4 separate regions of the Mus musculus genome follow, and all the other regions are linked to region 1. The links are chromatin contacts, called in public Hi-C and promoter capture Hi-C maps. All regions are on one chromosome and are shown on one strand. Each heading gives the region's core, a stretch centred on a gene start, on an enhancer-like site or on the middle of the called end of the contact. The rest is flanking DNA. Distances are from core to core; before and after follow the strand shown.

The links. Promoter capture Hi-C pulls out the DNA fragments that hold promoters and counts their contacts. Hi-C and Micro-C count contacts between places; a contact is called where the count stands out from the background.
Region 2: a promoter capture Hi-C map of hippocampal neurons shows a contact between it and region 1, with 10 times the contacts expected there. The contact joins the enhancer-like site here to the promoter of Cxcl12 in region 1. A contact is called at or near these places in 17 of 39 promoter capture datasets (the 3T3-L1 cell line, the C10 cell line, cranial neural crest and 7 more), 1 of 15 datasets of contacts at CTCF or cohesin (large pre-B cells), 30 of 484 Hi-C or Micro-C datasets (the HL-1 cell line, the MC3T3-E1 cell line, the STO cell line and 14 more), 14 of 115 datasets of contacts at active chromatin or transcription factors (bone marrow-derived macrophages, cardiomyocytes, craniofacial prominence and 6 more) and 3 of 9 other capture datasets (adipose tissue, embryonic stem cells and liver).
Region 3: a contact with region 1 is called in a Hi-C map of uterus, with 5 times the contacts expected there. The contact joins the enhancer-like site here to the promoter of Cxcl12 in region 1. A contact is called at or near these places in 1 of 39 promoter capture datasets (the 3T3-L1 cell line), 4 of 484 Hi-C or Micro-C datasets (nephron progenitors and uterus) and 1 of 115 datasets of contacts at active chromatin or transcription factors (craniofacial prominence).
Region 4: a contact with region 1 is called in a Hi-C map of liver, with 5 times the contacts expected there. The contact joins the enhancer-like site here to the promoter of Cxcl12 in region 1. A contact is called at or near these places in 10 of 39 promoter capture datasets (the 3T3-L1 cell line, the C10 cell line, cranial neural crest and 6 more), 1 of 15 datasets of contacts at CTCF or cohesin (pro-B cells), 16 of 484 Hi-C or Micro-C datasets (the Patski cell line, cerebellar granule neurons, embryonic fibroblasts and 4 more), 7 of 115 datasets of contacts at active chromatin or transcription factors (craniofacial prominence, embryonic stem cells, liver and 1 more) and 3 of 9 other capture datasets (adipose tissue, embryonic stem cells and liver).

What each region holds. Positions count from the first base shown.
Region 1 is chr6:117,164,687-117,171,070 of GRCm38.p6, reverse strand. Cxcl12 (chemokine (C-X-C motif) ligand 12) reads right to left here and starts at 2,536. Exons shown (of 3, transcript NM_021704.3): 1 at 2,355-2,536. The coding sequence starts at 2,415.
Region 2 is chr6:117,412,966-117,419,349 of GRCm38.p6, reverse strand. No RefSeq gene overlaps it. Among named protein-coding and RNA genes, the nearest start is that of 6820426E19Rik, 79 kb to the left of the region's middle. Within about 2 kb of position 3,544, at least 7 of the 459 cell types and tissues checked have an H3K27ac peak or open chromatin away from gene starts, as enhancers often do.
Region 3 is chr6:117,009,083-117,015,466 of GRCm38.p6, reverse strand. No RefSeq gene overlaps it. Among named protein-coding and RNA genes, the nearest start is that of 2810048H02Rik, 140 kb to the left of the region's middle. Within about 2 kb of position 2,681, at least 6 of the 459 cell types and tissues checked have an H3K27ac peak or open chromatin away from gene starts, as enhancers often do. A contact at or near this core is called in uterus, where this site is marked.
Region 4 is chr6:117,296,984-117,303,367 of GRCm38.p6, reverse strand. No RefSeq gene overlaps it. Among named protein-coding and RNA genes, the nearest start is that of Cxcl12, 130 kb to the right of the region's middle. Within about 2 kb of position 3,232, at least 15 of the 459 cell types and tissues checked have an H3K27ac peak or open chromatin away from gene starts, as enhancers often do. A contact at or near this core is called in liver and uterus, where this site is marked.

The sequences.
Region 1 (6,384 bases), core at 1,287-3,786:
TACCTGGATGCCTAGGCCTCCTGGATCCTATTACCAGCTTTGTTTGCCAATTCACCAATTTGCAAAATGCTATAATTGACACTCATTAGTGTAAATTAGCAAGGGGCTCCTTTAGAACCCCCCCTTAAGAACCACCCTTTAAGTCTAGAATTGCAAACCCTGAGGACTGCTGGATTTGTAGCTGCTCCCCCAACAACAGGGTTTTATCCTAGCTCTACTGAGCATCCCCAAATGTTTCAATTTATGGGTCTTTTCACCAAAGTTTAAAAGTATGACTGAGAATAGTTAGCCCCAGGATTTTAAGTTTGCTTATTTAGAGTTCCAGGAGACTTCTGGGTATTCTGAAGTTCACTGCCTTTGGGAAGCAGCTGGAGAAGTGGACCGAATTAAATATATGATGGGATTATCTTCTTCTGCAAGCATTATTTAGCTAAGGGATGCATGCCCCAGGAAGGGTAGTGTCTTTAGACTCTAAAGCATAGGAAAACCAGACTTCAGGTACAGACCAAAGTCTAATCCAGCTCTGCTGCCACCCTGGACTTGGGAATCTAGAGAGCTTGGCTTAGGGAACCAGGGGTCCATTCAATCTAACAAGCCTGGCAAGCCTGCTGCTCTGGGTTTAACCAAAGAAGCCTCCGGTGTCTACTATCTAGCTTCTGAGTTGGAGTAGCTGATGGGAAAAGACAGGAACCACAGCAAGGTTAGCCGTGCTGCAACTTGAGGGCTGTGTAAGATCAGAGGGCACACAGGCACTAGGAGGTAAAAAAGTTCATTCGGGCAGCACAATGGGGTCCTGCCTAGAGAACAGGTCTGATCCAGACACTGTCAACAATCCGACTCTTCCTAGGGTCAGAATATGTTGAGGGTGAGACAACTTTTACTCTGGATAATTGCACTCCAACCTTGAGGACCTGAGTCCTACATTCTTGCCCCATACCTAACTTGCCAGAGGCTGTGACCCTTGCAACATCACCAGCTCATTCAATTATTAATGCCCAAATCAATGTGCTCCATGACGGGGCACTGGGGGACCAGTGGGAAGGCTCAGCCTCCCGGGTGTTCTCGGTAACAAAAAAAAAAAAAAAAAAAAAAAAAAAAATCGAAACTGCCTTTCATTTCTTTTTTTTTACTACTCCGATCAGCAACTGACTATTCTTTTACAGAACATTTCCCTCGGACTAGGCAACTCCAACCATTCCCGTACCCCGTTGTCACAGGGAAAGAACCCAAACGAACGAGTTGGTGTACTTGGGCAGCATTTAGAGCTCAGTCTCACCAAGAGCCCCGACTGTCCCTCAGTTCTCTCCAGGAAACACCACTGCGGAGGAAGGCAGGGGATCGACTAGTAGGATTTTGTTTTGTGTTCAGAGGCAATGGTTTGTTTTGTTTTGCAGCAACGGTGTCTTGTAACAGCGCTGAGAGTTTTCTCTTCAGTGTCAAAAAAAGAAAACAAAATGAAAGCCCTTTCCCAGTGAAAGAAGACACCACCCTGGGTCTGGGAGACTGAACTCCGCTGCAGCTCTCATTCCAGAGCTGAGGACTCCGGGGCTGGCTACAAAAGCGCCCGTTTGCAGGTGTGTTTGGGGGTTGGGGAGAGGTGTGCATATAGCTTGGGTAACTGCTGAGCCTTTGTCTAGTGACCCGGGTAAGAAGAAAAAGGGGCAGTGAAGAGACGCGTGCTCAGGTCCGCGTCGCTACGGACCAACGAACTGTGCAGAAGCGCGGCCCTGGCTGGCAGCGCGAGTTCAAGAGCTGCGCTGCGCTGCTGGTGGCCCTGAGCCCCTCGAGGGTGCTGTAAGAGAACACGCTACACCCGCAGGGGACGAAACTCAGCCTCACCACTGAACCTATAGCCAAGCCATGCACTTCGAGCTACTTGACCGGTCTTTGAGAGTTTGCTGACACACGCACCACCCGAGTGAACCTCTTGCACGGTCAACTCCGGGACCGCGCTGCCCTTCGCCTCTGGAAACATCTGGGCGCCGGTAGACACTAGCTGAGTGCAGCTGGCGCGCTCCGGGGCCCAAGCCCCGGACACAATCGCCCACGCTTCCATTCCGCGCCGAACCCACTCTTGCCCAACAATCCTGCGGGTCCTCCCCTGCAGCCCTCTCTAGGTCCTATGGCCGCACTTCGCAGAGCACAAAACCTCGGTGCGACCCGTGGGACACGGGAAAGGGCACCCGGTGGGAGTGCGCCCTGCAAAGTGGACTGCCCCAAGTTCGCTTGTAGTGAACGGCGCCGACCGAGTTCTTTCTCCGCGACTTCGGCGCGGGCAGAGGAACCGCGGACCCGAAGGAGCTCCGGCGCAGAGCTGCGAGCCTTTCCCGGGCCCGGCCGCGGATTGCACTCACCGTCACTGATGCAGAGCGCGGCCAGCACCAGGGCCAGCACGGCGACGACCTTGGCGTCCATGGCGTGGGCGGGAGGGCGCGCCGGAGGCTGCAGAGCTGGACAGCAAGAGGACACCGAGGTGGACCGAGAGTGAAAGTGCGGCAGCGGGAGGCGAGCGCTGGGCGCTTTAGAGGCGAAAACCAGGCGGGGCGGGGCGGGGCTCATCAAGGGGCGGGCCTGGAGTGTGGCTGGGGTCTCTGACGCGCATCCCCTGCGGAGCAGCCGCCCTTCCAGTTCCCTACCTACCCACCCCCTTCTTGGCGCCCTCAGTGTCCGCGGCTCCGCTGGGTGCTGAGACCTTTGATCTTCCCAGTCCCCAACTTGGGCGGGCTCTTTGGACCTGAATTGTAAAGAGGCTGGGTCGTAGAGCTTAATGCTCCCATCCTGCAGATAGAGAAACTAAGGGGCTGTCAAAGGCACAAGCCGTGAAATAAGAACCTGAGAGACGAAACAGTCTGTTTCGCCGCATCCAAAAGTTGCCAGAGTACCCTTTCTTTCGTGCCAGGAACTTAAGCTGACCCACCTCATGTCCAGGGTGTCTGTGCCGCAGTGGACTGCTAGGCTTAGGGCAACGTGGACCAATCTACAGTTAGAATAACTTGGATTCCCAGCCAAAGTCTCACTACAGTCATTCCCGGGAAGATGCATTCTAACGTAGGGCTGCGCTACCGAGCAAAGAGACCAAACAGGTCTCCCAGAGATACTCAGTATCGTGAATTTTCTTTGCCACCTCCCCTCTGTACCCCTATTCTCTCGACTGGGGGTGGGTGGATGGTACGAATAGTGGGTGGGTGATTACAACTCTCACCCTGCAGAATGGAAACGGAGGAGAAATGACTGGGTCTCACTCCCGCGAAACGTCCTGATTCTCTGTGCTTGGTTTTAATGTGTGTTCAGTTAATGGAAGCTGGAAACAACTTCTTAAACTTCAGTGTTTCCTGCCTTTCCAGAAGAAAGTCCAGTGTTCTAAAAAGGACCAAAGAGTTCCCTAAGGCCCCGCTCCCTAAAACCCTGCTTCAGAAAGTGGTCATTGGCGCTTTACAAATAGACCCATTGGTGTTCAGCCCTGCCAATAGATCGTTGTGTTCCACTCTGGTCAACCAAAACAACCCCAACCCGGGTGTGGGGAGACACGGGGGAGGGGGCAGACTGAATCTTGGAGGGCTAGAGGCTTTGGGCAGCGTCCTTTGGACCTTCCACTGCCACAGGCAGTGTTGGCCATGCTTCGACCACTTTTCCCACATAGCCAATTAGCGATTTGGATTCTGTTATCATGTTCACCCAAGGGAGTGCACAACAGAGACTTGCCTCTGTCTCAGGGCAATCTGGGAATCATATTTGTGAAGCAGTGGCCAGGACCTTTGGGCCTGGGGCTCCACCTAGGGACTAAAGAAGGGTGGAGAAGGTCAAGAGGAAAATGTTCCAGCCATGAGAGTATCTTAAACAATTCCGCTAAGCACTTTGCATCCATTCATTTGTCAGACACACTTTAGGGACTCAGCTTCAAATCTGGAACCGCGCCGACCTGGTCCCTGTGTTTAAAAAGTAGCATTTCAGAGAAGGCAGCCATCCATTTCTACCGGCTTTTGCGCTATCCTGAGCGTTCAGTATGCTAAACTCTGAACTTGCTGGCCCTGTTGTACTGCAGGATCGGCAGAGGCTAGGCTCCGGCGCCCTCTGGTGGTCTTATCTCCCATGCTCCAGTAATCCGAGATCAAGCGCTTGGGATACCTGATGCCTGTAAAACAGTAAAACAGTAAAAAAAAAAAAAAAAAAAAAAAAAAAAAAAAAAAGACCAGATGCTCCTAGGCAAAAGCTCTGAGCACAAAAACTTGTCTGATGCTCCCATTCAGTACATCTCTGAGGCAAGGCAAACCTCTCCTGTAAGTTTGTCCAAAGCAGGTAGGTGTCCAGATCTCTTGGTGTTTGCTATGAAATCGGGAGAGAGGGACCCACTCACAGCCAAGGAGTGAGGGTGGGGGGAGGGGTGTCCTGTGCAGGCTAAGAGCAAAGCAGAGGCCAACAAAGACTCTGGCAGACTGAGGCTCCAGAACAGAAGCCGATGCGGGCCACATCTGTCCCTACCCTCCAACAAGCATTCACTAAAATACGTTCAGTAGGTCCTCCTACGATGAGCTAGGCATGCACTAAGAGTTCGAAATATTTAAGAGAAAAAAATCCCGGGGTAGGGAAAGAAGGAGATGTTGAGCAACATAAAAGCCAGCCATCTAACATAAGTCACATAAAACATAAAACGCCAGTGAGTGGAGCCACCGCAGTAAGCGCTTAGGATTCAAATAGGGTGGCCAAGGACCTGGATTTTAGATTTTAAAAAAGAAAAAAGAAAACTCTACGATTTTACACTTGGTGAATGATTTTTATTTAAAACCATGTCCACTTTAGAAGACTCCACAAAGAAAGAGATGCGGGGTGGGGTGGGGTCGTGGGGGTTGGTCATAAGCCTTTTGAATTTTCTCTATGCTCAACCAAAGAAGTATCTCCCAAGCTTGGGGCTACCTTTGTTTATGCAACAATCTCTGCTCGGTTTCACCCAGTTCCTCTGTGGGAAGCCTTGTTTCAGGGAAGGCACACAGGCAGCTCACGTCTCTGTCAAGTCTGCAGGTCTCCTCCACACAGCAAGGGAACAATGGGGGGTGGGGGTGGGGGGGAGGCTGCTGCTCATTGGTCACTATCCCTTGGCCACTACTCCTTGGCTTGTGGTGTAGACTATCCAGAAATCAAGATGGGAGCCTGGAGGCTGACTTTAGAGTTACAAAACAGGCATGTCTGCACGGCCAGCCTCTGGGTCCCTGGTGCAAGCATCTGCCCCTTACCCCTCTGCTTGGCAGCTCCCTGCAAAGTTCACTGGCTAGCCTTCCCAGGTTGGCTTCTCAGGGCACAGTCCTCATTTGCAGTGTAACTGCTAAGATAACTTCTGTTGTCTCTTTCTGAAAGCAATATTATTATGGTCTTTTAAAAAAAGACAGCAATAGTGCACAGCAAGCAGTTGCATCGTGATACTTGCATGCATGCATGTAATGCATCTTGAGGACAGACACTTGCATGTGTGCATGTAATAGGCCTTGATGATATTCACCTTCCTATTAGTTTTATCCCCTCTTCTTCTCCTCACTTCCTCCTCCTTCTTCCGCATGCCCTGTAGTGTCGTGGCTTCCTTTTCTTCTTTTCCCTATATTCCGCATATGAGCGGAAACAGGCAATGCTCATTTTTTATGAGATTGAACGTATGTTCCCTTGCCAATGACATGGTTTCACCTGTCTTTATGGCTGAGTATAACTCCGTTGTGCATATAAACCAGATTACCCACTCATCCATTGGTGGCATCTAAGCTATTTCCATAATTTGGTGGTACAAATATTCCATAATAAAATGAGCCCAGGAAGCACTGGTTTTAGATGTAGATTTATGCATTTTTAAAGTAATATAAAAATATGACCCATACAACAGTTCAAATATCAAGACTGGTCCTATTTTTATATATGATTTTAGTTTTACAAAGCGAGTTGATTTATGCTAACATATGATAAAATGATCTAGGTGGCTGGGGACAGCAAACCTTGAAAATAATATAAAAAGTCCAGAAGTCTTATATTGCACACTGTCTTAGCCAGGCTCTCCATTTAAAGTGAACTATTTGGCTTCAAAGTGGTGAAATGTAAAATTGAAAAGGAAGTCCTCATCGTCCTCACTTATACCTGACTAGGCAGGAAAGAGATGACCAAGGAGTGTGCAGATGCTAAGAAGAGGGTGAGTCCCAGGGGTCCATCCCATAATCAGCCACCAAACCCAGACACTATTGCATACACCAGCAAGATTTTGCTGAAAGGACCCTGATATAGCTGTCTTCTGTGAGGCTTTGCCAGTGCCTGGCAAATACAGAAGTGGATGCTCACAGTCATCTATTGGATGGAACACAGGGCCTCCAATGGAGGAGCTAGAGAAAGTACCCAAGGAGCCGAAGGGGTCTG
Region 2 (6,384 bases), core at 2,295-4,794, 250 kb before region 1:
AATCAGCATCCAAACGCTGACACCATTGCATACACTAGCAAGATTTTATCGAAAGGACCCAGATGTAGCTGTCTCTTGTGAGACTATGCCGGGGCCTAGCAAACACAGAAGTGGATGCCCACAGTCAGCTAATGGATGGATTACAGGGCTCCCAATGGAGGAGCTAGAGAAAGTACCCAAGGAGCTAAAGGGATCTGCAACCCTATAGGTGGATCAATATTATGAACTAACCAGTACCCCGGAGCTCTTGACTCTAGCTGCATATGTATCAAAAGATGGCCTAGTCGGCCATCACTGGAAAGAGAGGCCCATTGGACACACAAACTTTATATGCCCCAGAACAGGGGAACGCCAGGGCCAAAAAGGGGGAGTGGGCGGGTAGGGGAGTGGGGGTGGGTGGGTATGGGGGACTTTTGGTATAGCATTGGAAATGTAAATGAGCTAAATACCTAATAAAAACTGGAAAGAAAAAAAAATATTGAAAAGGGGGATTTTTATGTTTAGACCCCATTTTCTTTGGTGTAGACTTGAATACAATACTGTGCTCTGGCAGAAGACAAAGGCAACTTAGGCCCCGCCTTCTTCCCCTTGGGAAAAGACCAGCTAGCCCACCTCACAGCTAAATTCATGTGTGCTCTAGCTTTATTCCTATGCCCATAGTGGGGAGAACATTAACCCCCCCTTCTTTGGCAAAACTAAGAATAAAATATGTTTTAATGTATTAATTTCTGGTTCTTTTCTTTTTATTGAATATTTTCTTTATTTACATTTCAAATGTTTTCCCCTTTCCAGGTCTCCCCCTCCCCCCTCCCCCTGCCTCGATAATATCTGTTTCTTTATTCACTTGGGATACAGAGAAAACAATATGAAAGGTCCATACACCTGAGTGCCCAGTAAATATAGATCATGCCTTTTCCTGTGAACATAAATATAGTAAAATTTAATTGATAAATTAGACAAAACAAGAAATTAACACAAGTAGAAAATAAAGCCAAATGGTTTTGTTGCTCTCTCTCTCTCTCTCCTCTCTTTCTCTCTCCCTTCATCAACTGGGGAAAGAGGGAATGTCAATTGAGAAACTGCTTCCATAAGATTTGCCTGTAGACAGATATGTGGGACATTTTCTTAGTTGATGAGTGCTATGTGAGGTGAGGATCCAGATCACTGAGGCTGGTGCCATCCATGGGCAGATCCTAGATTGTATAAGAAAGAAAGTTAAAAGAGCCATTGATAGCAAGCCGATAAGCATCATTCCTCCGCATCTTCAGCATGAGTTCGTGCCTTGACCTCCTGCCCTGGCTTCCGGTGATGACAGACTCTAACCTGTGAGCCAAACTGACTCCTTTCCCCATAAGTTGTTTTTGGTCAATGTTTTATCGTAACAATCAAAAGCAAACTACAACAATTATTATAAAGGTTATACAAATGCACTTTTTTTCTTGAATTTTAAGTTTTAAAAGCATTCATTTATTTATTTTGGAGGGGAGAATGCAGCCTATAGTGCATGAGTGGAAACCAGAGAACAGTTTGTGGGAGTTAGTTCTTGCCCTCTATTGTATGTGGGCTCTGGGGATAAAGCAAAAGTTGTCAAGCACTTTTGCAATCCCCCTTTCTCTCTCTCTTTTACACACAGACACAAACACTAAATCAATCAGTCAATCAGTCAATCAATCAATCAATCAATCAATGATTCAATGAGTAAGATGTGTTTTCATACATTCTTTCTTCCTTGTGTGCTTGTATGTGCACATACATGCCATGACCCATACGTGGAGGTCTGAAGACAATTTGAGGGAGTTGGTTCCCTCCTCCTTTGTGGACCCTGGGTATTGAACTCAGATCATCAGCCATAGCACTAACCTACTTTTATTCTAGGACATCCCCCTGGTTCCAGAAACCGTGATTTAAGAAAAAGAGATTAGGAGAGTAAGGTCTATTGGGGATGGCCTGTCCCTTGTCATCAGCTTTGTGCCCACTGTTATAAGGGAGCAGCAGTGGTGGGGAAGGGGAGGGAAAGCGTCTTGTGAGGGAGAAGCCATTTCCATTGTCCTGCCTTCAGATGGAAAATGCCGTAAGTAAGGAGGGCAGGCAGAGGCTGCACAGCTTGGCAGAGGCTGTTTAGGAAAAGGCTCTTTTCTCCTGGTAAACTCTGGCTGCTTTTGTAGTAGTTTTACTTTTATTCCCTTTAATATTTTTAATCTTTATGTTATATGACTTAGGGCTCAAAGAACGGGACCTGAGTTATGTGTGGTCCAGGGCGGAGACTTGACGTTCTCAATTTATAATCCAAAAGGATCATAAAATTCCTATCCAGCAGGAGGCCTTCTAGTAAAGAACAAAGATGTAATACTGTTTCCTCCCTTTGAGTTCATCCAGATGGGCCTGGCAGTTACCTGGACAGGAAAATACCCCCAGGAAGCTGTTGCCAAAGACTTCAGGAATGCCCTAACCTTAGCCTTAAATGTTTGGGTGAGCACAAGGGTTTCTCTGGTCACTGCAAACCCTCACCTTTGAGGGTGTTCTTCTATGTAGTGTTCTCTCGGGTCACTACTGTCTTCTCTCTCTGGGTAGTGTCTCAAATTGCTTGTGAATAAACCTTCCTTTCTTTCCACTCTGAGCTCTGTATCTCGTATGGATTCTTTCAGTGCAGGTCACAGCTCTGGAGAGCTGAAGGGAAGCCAGGGCAAAAGCCAGGTGGCAGCACTTTGGTGACACTGATGAGAAAAGCAGTTCGGAAAGGCTTGGATCCACCAAGGTCTGCATGAAATGCTTTCCCCAGAAATTCAGCCTTTACAAATGATGATGCTTACTCCTGTCTCCAACTGAGACAAGAGAATAGGATGGACACGGACGGATACACACACATAGAGGGGGTAGGGGGAGAGAAATCACACACACACACACACACACACACACACGGGGGGGGGGAGGGGAGAAACTCAGACACACACACAGACACACACACAGACACACACACACAGACACACACACAGACACACACACACACACACACACACACACACACACACACACACTTTGGTTTTAATCAAGATAGAATTTCTCTGTGTAGCTCTTCCTGTCCTGTTTGTTACTCACTCAGTAGACCAGGCTGGCCTCGAACTCAGAGATCCACCTATCTCTGCCTCTCAAGTGCTGGGATTAAAAACGCACACGACCATGGCCCATTTCTAAAGAAGACATGTTCTGGGTACCAGCAGTACAAGTTGACCACACCTGGGAGGAAAGGGCTGGAGGACCCCCATGCAGCTGAGGCATCTCTTCAGATTGGGGCCTCACATCCTCCCACTTCAGCTGAAGACAGTTACTTTTAAACCTCTACTTGGTGAAGCAGTGTCGTGACTATTTGGACTTTGTTTTGGACTCTTGAGAAAGTCTGACCCGAGGTAAGATTCTCCCCTGTCGGTACTCTTAGTTTTGTCAGCTTCTTTGAGCTGACAGGTTATTTTTGAATTGTTTCAATGCCTGCTGCTTAGAGAAGGGTTTTATCTCCCAGAGTTATTCTGAGGTACAGAGGTTCCATTGAACTAATTGGGTTGTTATGGACACAGTAGCGAGCAGTCAAGGTCCATTCAAGGAAAACTCATTCCTTCTGGCTAAGGAGGTGCAGTTTACAGTCTGGTTGGAGACATTCCAGTTGGGCAGGGTCAGAGGCTAGCTAAAGGATATCCCCTCAAGAAGGCAAGCCTTCTTAGGAAGGCAGGTTCACCTTGAGTTCCTCTACAGAGATAGGCAGAGTAATTGCCCTTTAATGAGATGGGCTGCTGTTCTCTCCCAGAATTCCCACTTCCCTATCACAGACACACAGCTTCTCAAGCCTGCTTAGTGTTCTGAGTTACTCAAAACTTGTAACGTTTGCTCTTTGCCATTCTCTGTTCTAAAAGTGCATTCCCCAGCACCCTGGGCATCCTTACTCTTTCTCTGAAGCCCCTCCTAGCCATGCCATGCCTGCCATGTGGCTGCCCTTGGGCTGCCTTAACTCACAGCCTTCTCCTCCTTCCTTTTCTCCATTCCTCCTTTCCAGGAAGCTGCCAAGAGCTACCACTCGACAGCCCTGGATTTTTCCTTTTAAACTCAAACAAATTCGTCCCAGAGCTTCCTTTGAGTCTGTTGTTAAATTCTTTTCATAATGAGGCCAAGAACCTCAAGAAGGAAACTTGGATTTTTCTTGCGTCATCTGGCAAAGGAAATGGAACACCCCCAAAACTTTAGACAACTTTATGCCATTTGTATGACAGCTCTTATCAGTTTGGCAGCTCCTTTGAGCAAATTTGGAGTTTTAAATTCTATGGGCGTGCGCTGTAGGATAGAGGTTAAGTCCTTGGAGTTCCATTGAAAGACTAGAAACAGACAACCAAGAATGCTGAAGAGATCTCTATTATGGCTGTGGAAAATACCATGTGCACACTGTCATGGTCGCTTACAGAAACTCCAGCTGACTAGTCCTCTAAAGGTATCATGACTTCTAAAGCAGCATGGGCTTAATCTCCTAGAGTTTCTAAAAATAACTGACTGACAAATCTCTTCAGCTCATTTTTACATTTTTTTTGAGCTTATATTGCACTAAAAATTGCTATCTTTGGCATGCCAAGTTTAAATGTGCATGAACATCAATGTATGTTCTGTGTGAATGTGGGTGTTTTGAGAGCTGATGCTGGAACTACATTAATATGTTTGAGCCGTGGTCTCTGGTTTTTCCTTTATGCCTCTGAAAAAGCAACTAGCTAATATGGAGGACTTCAACTAGTTATATAAGGCATATGTCATTCAGGCTTAACTAATGGCAACTAATTGAAGTGTATATTTTAAGCTTTGATACTGATTGAATGGTTTGAGTCTGGTGCTTCCAAATGTTAATACTGAGGAAAAGAAGCTCGTTACAGAATTTATATGAAATAGCTGATTTATCAGAGGTAACAGATAAGTGATTTCTAAGCAATAACTAATATTTTGGAGAAGTAATAATCATCTAAAATATTTCACCAATAATACAGTTTGTTTATATAGAACAATATTAATGGGAGACATGAAATAAGAGTTATGTTAAGTTACAAAATCCTGGGATGACTAGAGACATGTTGACAAGGATGTTTTTCCAGAACAGATCTTTACAGATTAAATTTTAATCTTTTTTTTAAATAGTCATGGGTAACAAGAAATAAAGGCAAAGCATACTTTTGTTAAATGCCTAGAAAACTTCCAAACTTTTTTTGGAGAGAAAATTTAAAATATAAACTTAAAAGATTAGCTTTAGGATCAATCTGTATGGAGAGATTTGTGAATTCTGGGCTTTGGTCCACATGAAATATGCATGTAATTTTTTAGTGTTGAGATGGGCAAATTTTGCTATTGGAATATTTTCTTGTAGATAATACTTTTTTTCTTATAAATAATGTTATGAGAGTGGATTTTACTTATTTGGATGCATTTCTATGTAGTATAAGCATGTGGAGGGAGTGCTGGACTGTATATGTGAGTGTGTACTTAACTTACATGTGTTTGTGTGTAGTGTATCATGTAGGGGGAGTAGAGTGCTGGACTGTGTATGTGAGTGTGTACCTACTTACATGTGTTTGTGTGTAGTATATCATGTAGGGGGAGTGTTGGACTGTGTATGTGAGTGTGTACCTACTTACATGTGTTTGTGTGTAGTATATACATGTGTATGAGGCATGGTGTATGTGAATGTGAAAGTTAGGGGTTAATTTCAGGTGACTTCTTCTATATCTCTCCACCTTGTATTTTGTGTGTGTGTGTGTTTTAATTTTTTCTAATAATTTATTTATTTATTATTCACTTTATATCCTGATTACAGCCCCCTGCCATCCCAGTCCCACCTTTACAAATCCCTTCCCATTACCCTCTTCCCTTCTCCTCAAAGAAGGGTAGCTCCCCCTTGGGTACCACCCCACCCTGGGACATTTAGTCCCAGTGGGACTGGACACTGAGGCCCAACCAGGCAGCCCAGATCGGGGACAGAGCAATGGCGGGAAATAGAGGCCAAGACAGCCCTGCTCCACTTGTTAGGGATGCAATGAAGACCATGCTGCACATTTGCTACAAACGTGTAGGGTGTCTAGGTCCAGCTCCTGCATGCTCTCTGTTCAGTATAAATGGGAAGAGAAATTAAGGAAATAGCATCCTTCACAATAGCCACAAATAATATAACATATCTTGGTGTAACTCTAACAGACGAGCAAGTGAAAGACCTGTATGACAAGACCTTCAAGTCTCTGAAGAAAGAAATTGAGGAAGATATCAGAAGGTGGAAAGATCTCACTTCCTAATGGATTAACATAGTGAAAATGGCCATCTTACCAAAAGCAATCGAAAGATTCAATGCAATTCCCACCAAAATTCCAATAT
Region 3 (6,384 bases), core at 1,432-3,931, 160 kb after region 1:
ACAACTGTACCTGTTTCGTGGAGTTCGTACCGGGGTATAATAAATTACCATAGGTAAAGGGCTCAGGACTGTTTTTGGCATGAAGAATGCTTTGCAAAAGTTTGGGATGTTCTTTGAAAATGTTTCTGATTTTAGTGTTTAATCATCATTAAAGTATTTCCATATGTAGCTATGTTTTATGACAAGACATTGAAGCATGAATCAGAAAAAAAATCCCAAGCAAATTAGAAAATGACATAGATTCTACTTTGGGCACATAAGAAAAATAAGTAAGTAAGTAAGTAAGTAAGTAAATAAATAAATAAATAGCGTGGGAACCACAGTGGCATGCCTACACAAATTGACTCATTGATGGATCTGAGTATTTCTTCTTTCAAATAGTATTGACTTTTGCCTACTGATTTCCAGGGAGTTGGAAAGGTGTGTGTAGTGAGGCCATTAGTGGAGCCTGCAAGGTCTGAGCAACTGCAGAAGGTGGAGGGTGGACATTACAACCATTGCTTGTGCACCGAAGCATCTGCTTAGGAAGCAACGGATTCTCTATCTGAACAGAGCCATGACAGTGACAGTGTGCACTGAGGTCATTGCTACCCAGTGGATCCAAGGGCAGATGTCAGATGTCACCAGAGCCAGGGAAGCAGGTTACCTGGCTTTCAAGGCTTGTTTCCTGCTCTAGGGCTTGATTCTGTATCTACCACTGAATTGAAATGTCTAGTTTAACCACTATTACCTTCACATGAGAACTAATTTTGAGAACCTATTAGGAGGCTACCCATGAAATTTTACTTTTTAAAAGATTTATTGTTATCATTTTTAACTATTCGTAGGCAGGTTTGTCTGCATTTGGTGTGTTGATGTTCACATGAATGCCGGTGTCTTCAGAGGCAGCAGATTCCCTGGAGCTCGAGTTGTTGCCTATTGTGAGCCACCTGGCATGGGTACTAAGAAATGATCTCTGGTCCTTTGGAAGATCACCGAGCTCTTGACAGCTGCAACAGCACTCCTGCACCCATGGTATTTTGCATTTTTATCACAGAATGTAAGCCTGTGATGACAAGGTGTGTTGTCAGAGGCCATCCTCTGTGACCCTGGCATTTTATTCCAGTACACCACAGGCTGAAGCACAAGGACCAAACTTTCAAAGCCAGCTTGACTGGTGTAGTGGTATCCTGTCTTAAGCGCCCAACACCCTCCAAAGAATGAGGTTATAGTTTGATATATATGTTTTACTGAATAATGGCTGAGTTGTTTTGTGGGTTTTTTTTCCCAGCAGATACCAATTATTTGGTTCTAATTGTGCACGGAGAATTTCTCCTAAAGAAATTAATTTGTACAAGCCAGGGAGGAAGGGACCCAATTTTCTTGTCAGTGATGGATGGTTTCTGCTGTGGGCTTGTACCCTTGCTCTCAACTCCCTCAGAGTTCCCACACTGGCTTTAAACTCCATCAGTTCAGTTTTCTGTGGATAATTTGATATGAACCTGCAGTTGGCTTTTGGAATGGTTTCCAGCCCAATTCATGGTGATTGGTAGAGTTTGCTCATATGTGGCTCTGGGAGTCAGGCAACACCCCCTCATCCCCACTCCACCCCAGTCATGCAGAGAGAGATGAAGTGTGAAAATTCAGGTTCTTGGGACACAGGCAGTTCTGTGTATCAACATCTGAGATCATGTGGTAAGTGTTCTTGCCTGAATAGCTGATATCAAGCCCATTGGAGTGGGGTCACAAAAACTCTGCAGAAAAGCCTCTAATACCAAGCCCTTGTGAGTGTTGGGATTTGTACTTCTTGGAAGTCACAACTGGTTGGCAATTGTTGCTGTTTCTGATCAGATCGATTTGGACAGTAGTTAGGAAAAATCCATTTGAGAGTGGCTCCATCGCTGTCCTGCCAAATGCCTATGGGATTAAATAGCTGCAAAAATGTCTGTCTACATACACAAGAGATAAGCGTCCTATAACCATTATAGTATGCATCCCATTTTCAGTTATCTTTGACAGAACCATGGCATAGCTAGCACAAGTTATTTATGTTTGCACTTAGGTCGTAACAGGCAGGCAGACTTCTGTGCTCAGGAAAAGACAAGCAATTGGGAGCCAGTCTCAGTCTGATCTCTCGCTCAGCACTTCCCGGCTTTATGATCGAAATTGGCACTATGGCTTATTCATGTGTAAAATAACGATACCAGTGCATTTCACATGGTGTCTTGTGTGTTCAAAGTCATCAAGAGTAAAGCTTTAATTTTGATGAAGCCTAATTTATCCTATTTCCCTCATGGTTTGTGTTTCTCTGTTTTGTTCAGGACCTTTTCTTCACAATATGGGATCACAAAGGTTTTTGCGTATTTTTCTAGAATTTTGCATGTATAGGTTTTATCTTTAAGCCTACCAATTCCCACTGATCTCCCCATGTGTTACAAGGAATTATGAGTTTGCTTTGTTTCATGAGATTGCTATCCTAACATCATTTGTTAACACTACTTTAATTTCTCAGTTAATTATCCTAAATTTTGTTAGAAAGTCAATTGAAGGTTTTTGGGCCCTGTTATCTAAGTGTTCATCTAAATCCATGCTGTCAAAATAGCTGGAGAATTAAAGTGTTCAGATTGCCCAGCGTGAGTCATCGACTTGGCTTTTCACAAGACATTGTTAAGAAGAAAAGCTGAGCCACAGATGAGGAGATAATATCTGCAGGGCGCACATGCGTCATTGCTTTCCATCTTCCCCTGACTTCTTCTGTCAGCCTCAGCACTGAGGCCTTAATCTTTGGCACAGTGATTGGAGACCCCAGAGGGAGTCCAAGGCCCTTGTATCGTTATCACCATCCAAAAAGTATTGTTTTGCTTCTTCGGACAACCAGGCTAAAGGTCTGATCATTTTAATGATGGCTGTGGATGGATGGTTTATGTGTATTTATCTTCACAAATTAATCTGAAAACATCCCATCTGCAATTTAGCCAGTCCTTGCTGGAAATGTCATTTCTCATCCTTTACATCTATGTTTTGTGTGTGTCTGATTCTTAGCTCATCCAATTTTTAAAGCCTTTTGAAAAAAACAATATTTAGTGACATAAAATTCCTCTTGGATCCATATTCTCCATGCTAATATTTCCTAAACACTTTCTGGTACCCACCCTGGCTTCTTTCACCACTGTCTCATGTTGCTTTCTGTTGCTATAATAAAGCACAGTCATAGTACATCAGACGGACCGGACGTCAGGGCAGGAACTCAAGACAGGAACTGAAGCAGAGGCCATGAAGGATCAATACTGACCCCTTACCCATGACTTTCCCAGTTTCCTTTCTAACCTTTGAGCCCATACCAACTGCCCACACGGTGGTGGTACCCAGGGAGCTGGGCCCTCCCACAGTAGCCATCAGTCAATCAATGCTCTGTGGGCAATGTGATGGAGGAACTTTCTCAACTGAGGTACCTCTGCCCAGGAATCTCTAGGAAAAAACAACCAAGGCAGCACCATTCATACGATATGCTCACCTTTTTCCAAATACATGAATTCTTTGTGGTTGATCTCTTTTTGCCATTTCTATCTAAACTAATTACATAGTATCTGATATCAAACCTTTAAATTTATTTTTAGAAGTTTCTCAATGGTCTGCCATGTAATTAATTTCTAAACTCATGTGTTTTTTAAAATTGTATACAATTTTCTTTTGTAAATCCAATAGATCTTTCAGATTATAAGTGTGTCAGTCATGTTTTAATCTTCTGTAAATTATATGCATGTCAGCATACATAGATCCATGTTCATTGTTACCAGTCAGGGAGTGAGCAGCCATCCATACAACAAAATATTGCTTTACATCTATTCCATAAGTAATTATTTTAAAAGACAGAGCAGACTACAATTCCATAGAATCTTTGCTTTATTTTAAACTTGGGGAGCCATTTTCCATTACTATAGTAAAATTAAAAATAATTAAAAAAAACTGTACAATACTCTTAAAACAGGAAAAGGTTTAATTTGGCTCAGTGATCAGAGATTTCAGTTCAAGGTCATCTGGTCCTATTGGCTTGTGGTTTGTATTGGGGCAAGATATTGGGCAGGGAAGTTCATGGTTGAGGGGCTGCCCCATCTCAGGGATGCTAGGAACCAAAGAGAAAGCACAAGGCAATCGGTCATCCCTCATTCTTCCTAATGGCACAATGTCCTCTTCTAGCCTCTATTCCACAAAGGATCTGCCATTGCTCAGTCGTGCTGTGGGTGGAGAGTCAAGTCTCGGTGCATGGCCCTTCCACTGTATTTGAAAGGCAAACAATAATACTCACTTGACTGCTAGAGTTAAATGTTCATGTGTCTTTTACCCCCAATGTCACCTTTTGTGTATCTGTAGGCATGTTTTCCCCACACTGGAAAGTTTATAACAGTGCTGTTCACAGAGATTCTGAAAAAATCCACATGGTTATCAACAGATGAGCACACAAATAAACTCTAGTGTTTACATAATGAAATCTGAACAGACAGAAGAGATGTGCTACCATAAGCCAAAATAATATTTAATTTTTATAATTAAATATAATAGTAAGCCTGGGAGATTATATGCAACATCATACCACTTAAGTTCAAAAATGTAAATATACAATATGGCTTTTAAAAAACTCATAGAGATTTCATAAACCCACAGTTGGCAACCCTTATTGACACATTCCATCTCTGTGTACATAATTACCTGGCTGAACCCTGGAAACCGATGGAACGCTTGTATCACTTATATCATATGGCCCCTTCTGGCTTACTATGGGTTCTGCAATTGTTTTTCCCTTGGGATACTGAGGGAAGGATGGTTGTAGCAATGGGAGAGTGAGGCAGCCAGGGCCTCAGAGCTCTGCTTCCTCCTGCTGGCAGGGGCTCCCTGGAAGGGATGCACACACACATCAGGAAGGGCTTTTGCTCACTGTGGGACCAGGCTGCTCCTGCGTCTGCGTATATCATTCACTTCCTGCTATCCTTTAGTTACTTTATCTCCACCCTTGCTGAAGTCAAGTCTTTGCTTTAAAATTTCATCTTCCTAGGTATTTAGGAAGGATTTACATTTTGGGTGACACATTTCCCACAGTATAAAAAGATCTCAGAAATCTCAAAGTAAAAGAATGCTTATTCAGAAAAAGGGGCTTGAAATCACAGATTCTTGTTAGACATCAAGCTTGCCACTCCTCTATGACATGATCAATGCCAAGGTGATTTAAGGATTTTAAACATGTCCGCAATGTTCTCAAAACATGTAAAGCAAAAAGTTATAGAATTTGGGGAATAGGAAATATCATCAACATAGCACTAACTTCAAAATACTTCTCTTGATTATCATCATAGCAAGGAAATAAAAGTATTTCAAAAGTATTGAAGCTAAAACCAACTCAGTTGGATTTGTATGCAGTATTTGAGAATTTACATATTCTCAAGCATTCAAGAAGTGTGACAGAATATGGTTTGGCCCAGTCTCATAAATCCAGCTCCAATAAACTCCACAACACAAGTATTGTGGAATTCATGTTTATTGACCATTGACCATAGTTAGAGCCAAGATCAAATATTCAAACATAGGGACTTTGCACATTTTGCAATGAAAAAATTCTAATAGCAGAATTGTAGTAATAAATGATAGTAGAATTGGAAAATTCCTAGACTATATGATGATATATTCTGTATGCCAGCCTTTAGAGATGTGATAAGAGGAACTATTTGAGGAAAAACATGTGCCCTCGAATAGGTGCCAAAATAAAGAAGAAAAGGTAAAAGTTGACTTCCTGTGTCCTGGAGTAAGTACTCTGAGAGATATCTAGCCAGAAACAGAAGTAAATAGAGTGTATCAGGAAACTATATACTTCTACAGGAGGCCCCTGGACAACAGAGTTCAAACACTCCACCCCAGTAGACCAGGTTTCTAGAACTCAAGCCTGGCTTTGTAGGTTATCATCACAGAGAAGGCTTGCTCCTGCTATTGTCAGAATTAGTACTACATCAACTCAGGTCTCAGCATCTAAGTCTCCACCCAGGGTTGTGTGCTTTAGTATAATAGTCATAGGTCAACCACAGACCTCCCAGCACCCTGGTATGAACCTGGGTTAGGCCAGAAGCTGGACTTAGTAGGCCTCGGCATGAAGCTGAGAGCTGGGGAGTCCCAGCTTTCCTCTTGGCCCACTGGTGTCTTTCATATATTAATTTCAGAGTCTTTATAAAGGTTTTCTCACTTTCTGTCTATTCTTTTGCCTTGAGGGATCCCTTTCAGCTCACTTCTTGGTCAAGTGTAACTTTGATACCAAAACAAATACTGAAACAAGAAAAGCTATAGCTCTGCTTGTCTTAGTCATAAAGATTTGAAAAAAAAAATAGCAAAATGGATCAACTCATAGAAAAAAAGGAAATCAAG
Region 4 (6,384 bases), core at 1,983-4,482, 130 kb before region 1:
ATATACTGCTGGTGGGAATATAAATTATCCCAACCTTCACAGAAGTGAGTGTGTAAAAAGCTAGACATAGAGCTTCTGTGAGATTCAGTGTGTCATGGCGGCATCAACGGTACTGCAGTACTTCATAATGGTTAAGCTATGGACCCAACCCAGCTGCCTAGCAACTGAGGAGTGGAGAAGGGATATGTGGTATATACACAGTGGAATGGTTTCCAGCCCTGAAGAGGAATGGAGGTACATCATTTTCAGGCAAATGGATGCAACTGGAGACAACCATACTAAGCTAAGCTAATTAAGCCATTCTAAGAAAGATGACTCTTGTATGCTTGCTCTCAGCTGTGGTTCTTACAGAAGAGTAAAAGTGAAACTGTTTGAGGAGACAGAAGAGGCTAACATGAGAGGAGAGAAAGGGGAGGGAAGGGGTGTGGAGGGACTGTGTTCAATAAACATTCTATGAAAAATCTAAAAAGAAATTAAAGTTTAAGACTAAGATGAAATGGAGCAAAACATGACTGACAACTGACCTCCACAGAAGTAAAAGATGGCTTAAAATTGGAAGTGATACTATAAGGAGCTGAGGGAAAAATGTCTGTGTAGAAGTTTACAGCTATCAGAAATAGATTCAAAATCGAAATATACTTCAAAACTTAAAAGCCAAATACAAGTCTTTCTATTCAAAACTCTGAAAGAATTCATCATTACCAGACTTGCATTAAGAAATAATTATCAACAGTAGAGGTGAAACTATCTCATAGGGGAAGAATATAAATAGAAGAGGGTAATGAAATAGAAAATACAGATTTATGATTAGATAAAAGTGAAAATGTAAAATGAAACTGTAAAGCAATGAAATCAAATAGTTGTTTATGAGCGAAATAAACACAAGTTAAAGTGCTGGCAAATACATAAAATTTATCCTTGGTATGTGAGTCAGAGCTTTGTATGTTTCAGTCTCTATGGAAACCACTAAAAATAGTGAAAAACTGTATTATGAAAAAGGTAATAGAAGAAAAACTGAATGATTTAAATTAAACTAAAATAAGGCATGGAAATAGGAAAATTTAAGCATATATTATTCATAAAAAATAGAAAAATAACAATAGTGAATGTTAAGTGAATTGTCTAGTCTACTTAAAACAACACTTGACATATTAAAAAAAAGAAACCTATGTACTGAAAATTTGGAGTGTACCATATGGAGTTTAAATATATCTCAATCATAAGTTTATGCAATATATATTCCATCAGTTCTATATGGGCTAAAGATTTAACTGAAACACCATAGTTTGTAGAAAATAATTAAATTTATTTTATCATAAAAATGAATTAGGAAGCATGTCCTTACCAGTATGCAAAAATTACTTTCCCTTGTGAATTTAATTGACTAGACACTCATGACTTTCACATTTGCAAACATTATATTTTTCAATGTAATGTAGAAATAGAGGAAATAAGGAGGTAAGGCATTTCATTCTAAATGGGCAAACTGTCTCCACACAGGCACTACAGCCAGAGAGCACAAGCAAAGGGTCGATGGTAAGCACCTTTGGGAACAGGACGGTAACCCAGGGAATGAGTGTTTGGTCTTCTAAGTCTCAGCCTTGAGACTTGTCATCTACTGTTCTAGTTGGTGGAGAAGCCAAGCAGTTACCTTTTCTTGTCTTAGCAATATCCTAGGCTTTCTGCCTAATTCCTGCTTTTCTTATTGCTTTTCAGTTAGGAGAAGAAGGGCAGTGTCTCCCCTTCGGAAGTGCCGTCACTTGCTACAGCACTTCAGTGCCCACCAACAAAGTGACAACCCTAAGAACACAGTGAAGTTAGGTTGCAATTACTCTTTCTGAAGAGGTGGCTCAGTGGTTAAAACCTGATGAAGTTAGGTTCCAATGAATCTTTCCAGGAGTCTGACATCTCAGTGGTTAAAAGCACACACTGCTCTCTCAGAGGACCCAGGTTTTGGCTCCCAGCATCCACATCAGGTGCCTCACAAGTTACTCTAGTTGAGAGGAACTGAGGCCCTCTTGTGTCTGTAAGCATCAGCTCGAACATGGTAAACATAAATTCAAGCAAATGCACACACATAGACAAATAAAAGATAAAAACACGAATTAGAGTAAAAATGGAATTAGAAATCCTACTAGTAACCTCCTCTGAGTGTGGAAAGATGCAAGAAGGAAGGCTAAAGGGAGAGGCGGTTTAGTGGGAACACAGATGCAGTTGGAAATGATTCGTAGTAGAGGTAGTATGGTTGGCATTTGATTAGATAGATAGATAGATAGATAGATAGATAGATAGATAGATAGATAGATAGATAGATAGACAGGCATGGTGGCTTTCCAACACAAAGAACTGGTGAATGGTTTAGGAGCATTTTTTTGGTCAGCCAACTAAACTGACATAGCAGAAAACTGCCTTCTAAATACCCAAGCCCATGGCCCTCAATTAAAGCTGTCCCAGACTTAATTAGTGCATCCTCTTCTAACTCTGAACAGAAGTGATTGCAGGAGCTCATGGCCTCCCAAGATGCAGAAAATATGGACTGTAGTGGGCCCTAAGCAAGTCACTTGTACCCCCCTTCTAAGGCTCAGGGAACTCTGTGGAAGAGGGTCAGGAAGTGCGGAAGGGCTTGACAGCAGGCTGCTACAACTATTGTATTCCTTAACTCACTCAGTGTAGTTACCTACTCTGGGCCCATGCAAGACTGTCCCTATCAATAGTCAGCCAAGGAGGGGGAGAGGCTCCTGAGTCTTGAAACTATCAGCTAACTATAGATTCTTGGAAAGGGAGAAATCACTGTGGACCTGCTGCTGAGCTGACCAGACTCCAACAGATAGCTCAAAACGCACAGTCACACAGATGGTTCTGGTTAATCTTGGTGGGTCACAAAATCAAATAGATATGAACATGAGTGAGAGATTTGTGAGCAGCGGTGAGTGTGAACAGGGGGATGGGATGTGAAGGAGTGTAGTGTATGTAATTTTGTAAAATCAGTAACAATAATAGTTGTTTTTTTTTAAAAAAAAAGAAGGAGGAGAAGGAGGACCAGTTATCTAGGCTTTTCCCTTGGGCACCTCCCTCCCCTTCTGCTTGTATATCTGTGGTTCTTAGACGCCTGCTCTAGAGAGAGCTAAACTCCCAAGCAGAGATTTACCATCACCTTAAAGGGAACCCGTGGCCCTGCTAGGACGGTTACTAATGATGTTAAGGGCCAAGGTCCCTCCCACAGAGCACAAGGCAACACTCAGAGCTGGCATCAATAAATACAGGGATTTAAAACACATGGTGGATGGGGTCAAGGCTACATCTTCATCCCAGCCAGAAACATTGCATAATGCTTTTCCAGCATTTGCGCTGACTCTGAAAAGTTACTGGCCAAGAGTGTCTGCTGTGCTGGTGGTCAGTGCTTGTCACCTTCAGGTTCTCAATGCCATAGGGCTCTAAGACAAACACAGCTTCACTGATGAGCTCCCAGGGATGGGTGGGAAAGGCCTGAGTCCCCAGAGAGCTCTGTTCACCTCACCCACATGGGTTCCACAAGGAATCCACTCTGACATTCTCACTAAAGCATCTCAGTCTAGATTCCTAACATCTGCCCAGCTGTGTGGTCACCATGACCTCTGGATGCCAGCCAGATGGGAAAGTGAAAGGCTACGTGACCTTAAGATAAACAAAGCAAGATGGAGGTAATAGCAAAATGAGGGCAAATATTTACCATAAGAGCTGCAGTTGAACTTTGCTCTTGGGTGGAGGTCCAAGTTTGCTAGCACAACCTGACCTTAGCAACCTTGCCCTCAGCTCCGTTTTGAGATTACTTGTGTTGCACAGGTTTCCCACCAGCTCATTCCGAATCAACAAGTGTTCTTGTAACCTCGGAGCTTGCTAGTTGGGGCTCCTCTATAGGAAGCCCAAGTGTTTACCTCGGGTAAGTTGGTAATAATTTTGCCTTTTCTGGTTTGGACAGAATCCATTTAGATGCTTTAGCTTTGATACTCATAATTTAGAAGGATGTGGCCAATGAGAATGGGTCAAGGACATTATAAACCTTGAGAGGCTCACACTATGAGCTGATACGCAGTACAGCCCATCTCTATGGCCACCATGTCTTGATTCATGCAACATGGAGCTCTAAGAACTATCATTAGAAAGGAAGGGGAGGGGAGAAGGAGATGGGGAGACACAAGGGGACAAGACAAAACCAGGGGGTGGTTGGTGGGGAAGGAGACAGACAGGCTGGAAGGCTAGAGAATTCAAAAGAGGAAAAGGAGGAGGAAGAGGAGAAGGAGGAGGAGTGCTTGTGAGATGGTAACCATTTCTCATGGATTATCATTTGTGATCACCCAGTCTTAAAAGTGAACAGTACTTTCCATATTTTCAAAGGGAAGAAAAACTCCATTTGGAGTTTTGAGTTTGGAGGGATTTGATAACTTCTCCCAAGGTGGTGCATCCGTGAATAGTGGGGCTGAGCTGGGCCCAGCAGGACAGCAGGACTCCAGAATCATATGCAATCCACGTGATTTTCCTATTGTCTGATTATGCAGGGTACCATAGTGAACAAATAGTTAATAATATGTAGACACCTTTAACTTATCGTCTATACCGAAAAGAGGAAGACTCAGTACTCAGAACCCTCAGCCAATAGGATTTTTTGTTCACTAGTTTTACTTTTGTTGTTGTTGTTGTAAACTTTCAGGATAGTATATAAGGCTACAAAAGAACACAGAATGTCCTTGCCAGAGGGAACAGTGGAGGAAGGAGAAACATGACCACACAATCCATGATTCTGGATATAAAAGTTAGAACTGGTGGAATAGGTATGTGAGAGGCTGAGGCAGGAGAGTCACAGATTGGCCAGCTTGGGCTACATAAGGAGTTCAAAGCCAGCCTACTTTGTGTAATTCTATCTAAAAAATAAAGAGGAAGGATTGGGATGTAGTTCCCTGCTTGCCTAACAAGCCTCGAGACCCTGAATTCACCCTGATCACTGGGGAGAAAAGATGACTTGAAACACATCTGAACAAAGATGACCAGGTAACCCAGTGTGGCCACCAAACACAGCCAGGCTAGCATGGTTCACTGCCATCCTAAGGAAGAATTAGAACCCTGGTGGACTTTTTTAGTTTTACTTTTATCTTCTGAATGGTTTACCTTTTGATGGGCTGTTTACAGAGGGAAGGGCAAAGTATTCGGTTTATAACTCGTTGGCCATCTATGTATTTATATAGCTGGAAGGCAGGCACCAATCCTGTGAGACTGGTCATGTTTACAGTGGGGTGAAAAGTCCAGGGCTGAGACCTTGGCTTCTGCCCTGAATCCTAGGGAGCAACAGGCTAAATCAGTGAACCTGGAAATCAGTGAACCTGGAGAGGGAAAGCCTGGGGGTACAGTGGAGAGGAGCAGGATGGGCAGGGAGGGTATAGAGGGTGTATGTTGTGTTGATGTGGCATTTAGGACAATTGGAATCACTGTGTAGAGGGCTGCTTGGACCATGAGGTAGGCCAAGTGAACAGCAAACAACCTTAGTAATGGGTGCCGATGAAGCTGTGATGGGTGAAGACTGACCCAAAGAAGAGAATGATGAAATAAGATAGGAACCTGTAGTTGGCCAACTACGGAGAGAAGCAGCCTTGAGGATGGAAGTAAAGTTAGACATCTATGGTGCTGAAGAGAGAGATGCCAGTGGATGCCAGCTACTTATTTCCTATCAGTTTCCTATAGGAACTAGTTTCTCTTTCTTCATCCTTGTTCCTGAGTAAGGCCTATTAGAGTCTCAGTGAGACATTCTGACCTGGAGTAGATCTGAAAAATATCCCAGGAGCCTCCATAAGGCCCACATACAAATGCTGCTATGCCATCTCAATTTCTTGTAGCCCAAGCAGGAAGGCTATTCCTCTTAAACAGAGGCTCTGAGAGGGCCCCAGACCTCAGATTTCTGTTTCCTCTCCAAGTTCCCCCAAGGCCATCAGCTCTGATTTTCTGAGTGGCCAAGGTCACTTTTCTTTTGGGAAAATTGAATAGGAAGAACAAAACAAAACAACGGGCAAAGGGCCCATTGAGATTCTCAGATACATGAATGGCAGCAATTGCTAGGTGGCCATCTGTTTGGGACACTTTCCCTGCCTGACATCATTTTTACAAGGTGAAAGTTTCCACTTCTCCCAGGCAGGCCTAGGTCATGATGTGGGCAAAAGGAGTCAGAACCCATCTGCAGCTGCCCATGGTACAGCTCATCCTTCCACATACTTCATTATGCTGCTTCCGAACGCTGCATAAGTCATCAGAGGAGCTTCTAGAGTTACCTTGTGCTGACTCAACACACAGATTTTACCTTTAAAGCCCTGGGTCTGCTAAAGCATGGGCAGCACTAGAAACTGTGGTGGATGCAGGCAG